2 separate regions of the Triticum aestivum genome follow, and region 1 is linked to region 2. The links are chromatin contacts, called in public Hi-C maps. All regions are on one chromosome and are shown on one strand. The core of a region is the stretch at or near the end of the contact, and the rest is flanking DNA. Distances in the headings are between cores, read along the strand shown. Region 1 holds the start of LOC123165780 (transcription termination factor MTEF18, mitochondrial). Region 2 holds the start of LOC123171053.

What was found. A called contact is a pair of places that touch in the nucleus more often than the background predicts.
Region 1: a contact with region 2 is called in a Hi-C map of leaf, with 5 times the contacts expected there. The contact joins the promoter of LOC123165780 here to the promoter of LOC123171053 in region 2. A contact is called at or near these places in 3 of 5 Hi-C or Micro-C datasets (all in leaf).

What each region holds. Positions count from the first base shown.
Region 1 is chr7D:229,129,072-229,133,913 of IWGSC CS RefSeq v2.1, forward strand. LOC123165780 (transcription termination factor MTEF18, mitochondrial) reads left to right here and starts at 1,586. Exons shown (of 1, transcript XM_044583512.1): 1 at 1,586-3,872. The coding sequence starts at 1,891. The coding sequence ends at 3,786.
Region 2 is chr7D:228,663,360-228,668,038 of IWGSC CS RefSeq v2.1, forward strand. LOC123171053 reads right to left here and starts at 3,257. Exons shown (of 5, transcript XM_044588716.1): 1 at 3,026-3,257; 2 at 2,825-2,938; 3 at 2,710-2,737; 4 at 2,156-2,340; 5 at 243-1,105. The coding sequence starts at 3,229. The coding sequence ends at 548.

The DNA.
Region 1 (4,842 bases), core at 336-2,835, 460 kb after region 2:
GATGCAACTCCATCGCTGATCAACAACTTTACAGATCTCTAAAGTAGTTTGCTTGAAGCAAAACCATTGTCGTTGAAAGAATCAGAGCGGGGCAATATGTCACCGGACACGCCATCGAACTTCAGAACTGACACGCCCGCACGACTATGACGTTGGAGGAGGAAACCAGAACTGTCAGCCTCTAACCACAAACCGAGCACAAGATGCACCATCTTCCATCTGTCACTTGCATAGACAACCGTCTGCGCGTACTCCTAGACAACAAAACCTCTCTGCTCCACCATGACGTAGGAGACAACGACGCAGCAATGGGAACATAGCAGAAGGAGAGACACACCTGATGGAGTCACCGCCGCCGCTTCGCCAACACCATCCATGAACCCTAACGCCGCCGATCTGAAGGATCAGCAAACACACAATGCCATCAACACGCATGATGAGCACCGCCAGTGTGGGAGTGGAGTTGAGGCAGATTTATTCACCTGGGCGCCGCTCCCACCACCCCAATGACGCACCACGACCTACAAATCCAAACCCTGACTACAGAGCAGAGGAACGCCCCCCTCCCCCCTCCTACCGCCGGAGTAGCAGCCGGAGGGAGAGGGGGCCAGCGCCCTGGACGGTGGAGATCGGTGGAAGAAGATCCGCCTCCCTAGTCGCCTGGTTTGTGGCGACAGCTAGGGTAGGGGAAAACGCCTCGCGCAAGTTGGAAGAGTGGTTTGTAAGGTAAAGACTTATAACTCTTGCACGACATTTTAAACATGGTTGGTCTTATGTGCCAACCTCTCAGTATATGAATCAAATGTTGTGTCTTGCGTAATTGTTGGAGGTCGCGCGTATATGAATGAGAGGGGGCTTTCTAATGAGTTGGGTCCAAATGAATCAAAATTTGCATCCTTGGCCTCATCGTTGGAGATCCAAATGTACACAAATGGGGACGGACCTTAAAACAAGTTGGGTCCTAAATGCCAGCCTCTCAATACATAAACTGAATATTGCATACTTTACCAAAAGTGCTTTTTTGATTCCGGGCTCATATGCTCTCGCATGAACAGTAAAATCCAAAAAATAGTAAAAAAATAAAAAAAAAATATATATATATGAACATTGATGAATGTTCTAACTGCGTGCAAAATTTCAAGTCGAAATGACATTCGTGGAGGTCTAGGCAAAAATTATAAAATCGATGCTCCAAAATGCTTCCAACAATAGTTTTTTTAGACCATCAAAAAATTTTTGGCCCAGACCACCACTAATGTCATTTCAACCTGAAATTTTGCATACAGTTAGAAAATTTATCAATGTTAATCACAAAAAAAATCAGATTTTTTTGAAACTTTTTACTATTTTTTTGGATTTTACTGTTCACACGGGAGTATATGAGCTCGGATCAAATACTCCATGTCTTACATACGGGTATGTATATGAGTGGGGTTGTACTTTCTAACAAGTTAGGCCCCATATGTCAACCTTTTCGGCCTTATAACATACTTACTGTACAGCTGCTCCATTTCGGATCGGCCCGGCCCAATAACACACGGATCAGCGTCAAGTCTCTGACCTTTCTGGGCTTTCATCCAAGCGCCAGCCGCATCGCCCCGCAGCCCCCAAACCCCAGGTCCTCCCAGCCGCCTCGACGCCGTCGCCGTCGCCGTCATGGCAGCCGCTCGTCCCGCTGCGCGCCGACCTCCAGCTGCTCGCGCGTGACCTGCGCCCTGACGCAGGCTGCTACCGCGCGACCCTGTTTCGTCTGAGCCTCCGACGTCGTCTTGGCCCCCTGGAATCTGCGACGCGTGCAGGCGTCAGCGGCACGCCGTGGAGCAGAGCCCCCTCCGGCCCTCCCCCGCTTGGTCCTGAAGCTGGCGCGATTCTCGCTGCTTCGTTTTCGCCATGAACAACCACCTTCGCGCCGCATTAAGCGCAGCCCGGCTCCGGTGGGCTCCTGGTGCCCTCGACAAACCCTCCAGAGTGCCGCCGTGCTGTGCTGCCAGCTGGCGGCATGTCCAAGGATCATTCGCGGCATCGGATCGGGTTGCTTCTGATCATGGGATTCAGCGGCGGCCCTATTCAGCTGCTCCCATCCACAGCGAGGGGGAAACCTTGGTGGATGAGGAGGAGGACGAAGTGGATCGGAAGATCAGGCAAATGGAGAGGAGGCGGGAAGTCCGCGCCGCGCAGAAGACGTTCATGGAGTACCTCCATGTCACGCGGGGCATGTGCTTCAGCGACGCCGAGCATATAAGCAAGCGCTCGCCTGTTTACCTGAGCAAGCTGCTGGAGGAGGTGAAGGACGCCCTCAAGGAGCCCCCGGAGGGGGGAACCGAGCTGGTCTTCAGGTCCAAGGTGAAGAAGAGGGACATGAAGGATGAAAGGGTCAGCAAGGCCCTGGTGCGGTTATTTCAGTTCAATCCTGTCAACGAGTTTGAGCCCTTCTTGGAGAGCATCGGCCTCAGACCGAGCGAGTGCAGTGCGTTCTTGCCTCGGGATCTCATGTTTCTCACGGACGATGAGATGTTGCTCGGCAACTTCCGCCTGCTTTGCAATTACGGCATTGCGCGCAGGAAGATAGGGAGGATATACCGGGATGCTATGGAGGTCTTTAGTTTTGGCCATGGTGTGCTTGCATCTAAGCTGAAGGCCCTTGAGGAACTTGGGTTCAGTAGGACCAGTGTGATCAAGCTCGTAATTGCTACTCCTGTTGTATTGGTTCGTGACCCGAATGTGGAATTGAAGATCCTGGAGTGGCTAGACGACATTGGGATCCAGCGGGACTGGATTAGTCAGTTCTTATCTGCTAGGAAGTCTTATGATTGGAGAAAGATGGTTCGAGTTCCCCAGTTCTTCGTTAACTTGGGATTTACTAAGGAAGCTGTTGGTAAATTGGTCAGGCAAAATCCAGATTTCTTGCTGGATGGTTCAGGAAAGATGCTATTTACAGCGGTTCTCATGATGCTAAAAGCGGGATGTGGAAAAAAAGAGCTGTATGATCTTTTTATGGACTTCCCAAATGTGTCGGTCGAGGATTTCACAAGTAACCTACGGAGGGGAATGCTGTTCTTAGCTGAGATTGGCATAAGCGATGAGGATGTTAACAAGTTTGTTCTTTCTCATGGATTAATCCTTGGTTCTGCCCCATTGAAGATGCCAAACAGCATTGTTACAAATCTCAATGTGGGAAAGAGGCGCCTGCGCAAGATTATACTGGAGGACCCGAAACTGTTGATGAGTTACACATTAGGGTCAAAAGTCAGCCAGCTACCAAAAATTGACCCCTTTGAAGCATCATTCAATGAGAGAATAAAATTCTTGAAAAGCATAGGATTTGTTGAAGGCTCTGAAGATATGAAGAAGGCACTCAAAACCTTCCGTGGTAAAGGTGACGAACTACAAGATCGGTACGAGTTCTTAGTGAACAATACTGGGTTGGACCCAAAAGAGGTAGTAAACATGATCAAGCTGGCTCCACAGATTCTGAACCAGAAGATTGATGTGCTCGAGTCAAAGATATCCTTCCTTATAAATCATTCAGGGTATACTCTGAGTGATCTGGTTGCTTTCCCTGCTTGCCTGTCATTTACCGTGGAAAGAACCAAAGTCAGGATTTTCATGTACAATTGGCTGCTAGAAAGGGGGGTGGTTACATCCCGGCTGGCTTTAAGCACAATCCTAGCCTGCTCAGACAAATGTTTCATGAGTTATTTTGTGAAAAAGCATCCCATGGGACCTGAAGTTTGGGAAAACTATAAGAGGGAAGTAGCTAAGGACAAAAACATGCCTTGTAGTTGAGATCATTAGCACCCTTGCCTTTGATGAATTAACTTTTTTCACTGTCTACATTTGCTCACATAATGCTATTCTTTGATAATTAGGCACATCAGCTGTCCTCTTTCATAATGTGGTCGTGTGGATGGTGTTTCTTCTCTGCTGCAGGAACTGACTTTAGCTTGTGCTGGTGATTGTTCCAGGCCAAAGATTCAGTAAACCATCGGACCATGTTTTTGAGAGCTTGACATTTTAGAGTTTGATGATCAACTCGAGGAAAGAAAAAAAGAGTAGTTGTTCCCCGCCCAGTGGTAGTGCTGAATCTATTTCACTTTTCCTGCCTGCAGGGAAACATTATAGATGCTTCAGTATGATATGGTCAAGTATTACTTCCGTCCCAAATTAGCCGTCTTAGATTTGTCTAGATACGGATGTATCTAACACTAAGACAACTAATTCGAGACGGAGAGAGTATTTGATACTTTCAGCTTGTTATATCTTTGGAAATGGCCAATGTCCTTGGTAGGTGCTAGTGGCATGTAACTGGTTCAAGGTGAAGAAAAAGGTTCGCTGCTTTCAGTTTGTTTCGGATTTGCTGTCAACAGATTCTTGTATAGAGAGATGCTGTTAACATAATTTTGGTGCTAGGCAACGCAGCAGTGATCATGTATACCTCATTTCCATCACATGTACCCCGGCACTGAAAGATGATGAATAAGTTTCATTGATACGCAAATATTTTTGCGTGGTTTTGTTTTTCTTGTAGAATTCACGGTGGTCGTATTTTTGGATGGATTTTTACGATTGCACCATGTTGTACAACAACGTGTCTTTCTTTTCCGCGCTAAAGAAATACTCTGTTCCAAAATATAGGGGGTGTTAACTTTACAGAAGTCAAACTGCTCTTTGTTTGCCTAGTTTATAGAAGAAAGTAGGTATAACAAAAATGCCTAATACGTATCGCTAGATTCATCATGAGATATATTTTCATATTTTGTTTATTTGGTATTGGAGATGTTCACATAGTTTTCTATAATCTTTTATGAAAAGACTAATACACCTTATGTTTGGAATAGAGAG
Region 2 (4,679 bases), core at 2,007-4,506:
ATAAAGAAGCTCCGGGGCTGTTATTGTTAGCCGCTTTGGGATATCACGAGCGCCAAGCATAGAGTAATGTAATGCCGCTTGAGTAATTAGTTAGTGTTGTGCCGCTTGGGCTGCGTGTATGTCACAAGTTCTCTCTCAATCAATGAAAATGGTAAGTCTTTTGCCTTGTTTTAAAACACTGATTATTCATAAAGTTGGATTTTATTAAATCGGCTAAAACTCACTATTCAAGCAATCACTTCTTCTGTTGCAGTTGGAACATATTTAATAAAATATAAGAGCTCAAAACATACTACCAACCCCATAACAGTTTGCATGCATATAAGCAGTTCTAACATTATTTAGAGACCACACATGGCAGGCCTCGAACTTCTTCTGTTGCAGTTGGAACATATTTAAACCGCTGATTAAGACCTCAAACCGTCAAACGTCTGTTGTTCTGCCATATGAGAGCTTACAAACGGAATTCAAATTCCAACCGATATACAGTAGAAGATAAAACACGGATATTACAGAATGGGGCATCTTTGTCACTTCCCTTCAGGTATCAGCCAACCACAGTGAAGTCCTTGGGAGCAAAAAGCACCCTCACATCGAACTGGCCATACTTCAAGACCGAATTGTCAGGAGACCTAACAGCTCCAACAGCTCCTTGCTCAAAAGTCCACCAAAACAGCGATTCCTCCAGTTCCAAGCAAACATCCAGTTTTCCCTTGGCCTTCACTGCGACGACATGCTGGAGCAGCTTCTCGTCACCAGAGAATTTGCCATCAAACAGCACAATCTCATGAGCAAAGCCACTGATGAATGCGGCGAATCGCAGATGATGAGGGTGCTCAACCTTTGCAAAGACCTGTATGACAACCTCCACACTCCCTGCAAGCAACAGGTAGTCCATGACCAGGCTGCAACGGTCGCCTGTTATCTGCCCATCTATCATCAAATCTAAGTCATACTGCCCCTCAATCTCAGCATGCGCAAGAAGTAATCGCTTGTCGGATGATCCATCTCCTTCGCACTTTTCCCAAAGATCAACTTCTAGTAATGCCTTATCCCATATGTACATTCCACGGCAAGGGCTACAAAGAGGCAATGCAAGGGAATCCTACAATTAAGCAACGTTAGTAAATGTCGGAACACAAAGAGATATGTCAATCCATTTTTACATACATCAGGAGTACGTATCAATAGAATAATAAACTCAATAAGACATGCATGATCATGTTTAAATTAAAGTTCAACACTGTTTGTTTCTAAGTACAGAGCACATATATTGTTTCGTTTCATTCCAAATGTACGGCATGCATGTATTTTTCGCTTTTTCCCCACTCATTCATATATCATGTCAACCGCCTCAGAGTTCACGGTAAGCATTCACCTATATCAGGAAGACCGAGAACGTCATGATAATCCCCACATACTGATACCGTGCTGTTTTTTTATTTTCAGTCAGTAAAATAAGCCTTACAAACATTAATATGATTAATAGGACGACCAGTTTTGTATGTTACTGATAATACAATTATATCAACTTCTTGGGATTTAATAGAGCTTTAATCGTAAGATGACTAGTTTTTGCATGTTTCTGTAGAGTTTTGCATCTGTTGGTTTACAATCACAGAAAGCTTCAGACATCTGACGGCATGTTGATGTAATCACAGAATGCTTAACAACATGCAACGTGATGAGCCGGCGCTCAAGAAGATAATGAAAGGGGCAACAGCACAACATACTGGGATTATTATTACTGTAGTTAAGACTTAAGACCCAGTGACCATTTTATCAGCCAAAAGTAGCATTCTGCAACGGAAGGGTTAACTGGAGTCCACACAGGTACAATTACACCACGAACATAGAAAATGGTGGACTAAGGCCCTGTTCGGCAAATCGCCACGGAGCGGAGCCAGCGGAGCGGCCTTCCAGCCACTCCTCAAATTAGAACTAGATCCAGCTCCGCTCCGGCGTGGAGTTAGAGAGTGGAGAGAGTCCGAACAGCCCCTAAATGCCCTTATATTGATTTCCTTTGGATAGAACCAGTGCAAGCAAGCATTAATCAACATAATCTCAGTCGTACTACTGTTTAACATCGACCATTGTTGAGGAACCCAAAAAATCGCAAGGAAACAAAAGAAGTCTAGCTTGATGAATTACGTACCTGGTGAATCACGAGAGCGTCGTCTCTGCAGGGACGGTTAAAGACAGGATTTCGTAGTGGCTCCAAGTCATCCCGGACAGCAACTACTCCATAGACACTGACCGGATAGGGCTCAGAACAAGTTACCTTCAGTCCAAAGATCTGTATCATCTTTCCCGGATCACGGTATCCAAGCGTTGATTTAGCTGCACATACAGAGATGGCAAAAATAAATTGCTACATACAAAATCGCTCCGTCCGTAATTAACTGTCGCTGAAATGAATGTATCTACACAGTACATACTTAGAACACAGTAACAGATTAGTTACTAGGCTAGCTAGGAATTTGAGGCATCAAGTACAGTGGCTTACTACTGGAAGTAACATGGGTTTTGTATTCACGGTGGTGGCAGTGATCCCTCCTGATGCACAGCCCTGACGCCTCAGGGAACACTTTGAGAGGACAAGCGGGGAGAAGGGCATTCTCATCTCCACTCGCTAGAATCTCATTACACATCCTCTGGAATTCAATGTTCCCTTTGGTGTATGCCTCCATCCATGCTGCGTCTACTCGCCTTGCTTCTTTCCTGGGGAAGTTCTTCCCTGAAGAATCAAGTCAGTGCAGACTGTAGAATCAATCTCGGCAGTTATTTTTGGGCAGAGCGTGCTCTGGAGAATAATAGTACGTACCTGGGCAATTTGTCTCCTCGTCGTCCGTCGCCAGTGCATGCTCGTCGTCCTCGCTTGTATACTCAGGATCATCGATGTCGAACTCTCCCCAGCGGATGAGAGGTGGCTCTGAAGCTGCATGCGCAGTTACACAAAGAATTGAGCAACAGTTACACAAAGATTAATTGGAAAAATATAAAGACGCTAGGCGGTAATACTCACTGCCCAGCAGGTAGTCACACGTATACTAATGTCGAGAGGCTCCCCCTCTTCTTCCTCCTCCTCCTCCTCGCGTGTATCATGGGGACGCTGGGGCGTGGGACCAGGATCTGAGGGGAGCTCGAGGCTGAGCGGATCGCCGGGGTAGCGGCCGCCGGGAAGGGCAGGGCCAGGAGAGTGTTGCTCCTCCGCCGTGAACATGGCCATGCTTAGGTCGGGCTTACCACGCGGCCAACTATTAGAGAGACTAGTACAGGACCGTTTCTTCCTTGGGGGCACGAGTGCACCTATGGCTATTTGTACGTAAGCATAGCGGTCGCTATGTGGACTCCGGACTTGAGCCGGGGCGCATTGCAGCGGTTCCATAGGGAGCGGTATTCCGAAGGTTTCATGAAGCTTCGGGGGCGTTTGTCCACTTTGCGTTTTCCTGCTGTTTTTTTTCCTTTTCGTCTTTTTTTTTCTTCTACGGTTTTTCATAACATTTTTTCTTTCCTCTTTTTTAATTAATAATCTAAAAAAAATTGAACATTTTTATTAATGTCAGTAACATTTTTCAAATTTTTTGAACATTTTTTAATCTGCGAATAAAATTTTCAAATATGAGTACATTATTAAAATTCACGAACATTTTTTTTACAAACTGCATTTTTATAAAAATCTGTGGAAACCAAATTTTGTGATTTTAAAATTCACGAACATTTTTCTGTGATGACCTCGGTTTTAGACGGGCGTTGCGATGGCATCCCCCGTTATTGAGTTTGTAGGTGTGGAGTGGTGGCTTTAGGTTGTGTGATGTATATTTTTGCCAAAACTTTGTTGAATAATTAAACAAATATGATTGTGTGCATCTTTTGATGGAGAAGTTCAGAGTTTCAACTTCCTTTTCTATAAAAAAGGACCATTCGTCCTCTAAACGATCCACTGATTTCTTGTTCAAATTGGTTGTAGAAGACTCTCGCTAAGGCCGTGGACACTGATGCTTTTTCTAAGATCATCTCCAAGATCCGCACATCTCCTATCGCCTTATGTCTTGCAACTACTCATCCGGGAACTGAAGATATTTTTCTTTGCCTGTTATCCTTGGCTTGCGCGTCTTGTAAGTGTTACAGAAAGAGAAGTGCTATGCACACGACAAACTATAGGCGATGCACGCATGATGGTTAAATCTGGCTGGACATACATATGATTAAGCAAGTTGCCGGCCACTGGATTGTTTTGTTGTTCATAAATCGTGCACTTGTATCGTGCATGGAGCAGTTCCGTTACAGAAACTTACTTTCGTGTTTACGTTGTACTAACATTGTTGGATCTTTGTCATGTTGGCTTTATTTATAAAGTCGGACTATCAACTATTCTCTAAAAAAATCTTGGTGGATATATGAACACGTTAAACACCAAGAAGATGCGCTGCTTTGTTTTGAGACTGTTTAAGCTTATCTAATTAGGTAGGCTAGCCCTTTCGCTACTAGTATAATGTGGAGGTAGAGGGTGATGCCTGCCCACCATCATCGGATCACGCATTTGCCAAATTTATCCACTATCTTGGAAGCTTTAGCATTTCCCTTTCCAGTGACGATGATCCAACAGTATGTGCCGCCGCCTGTACGAGATGCGCGCATGACAGCACTCCACATTTGTTCACATCGTGTTTGACCCT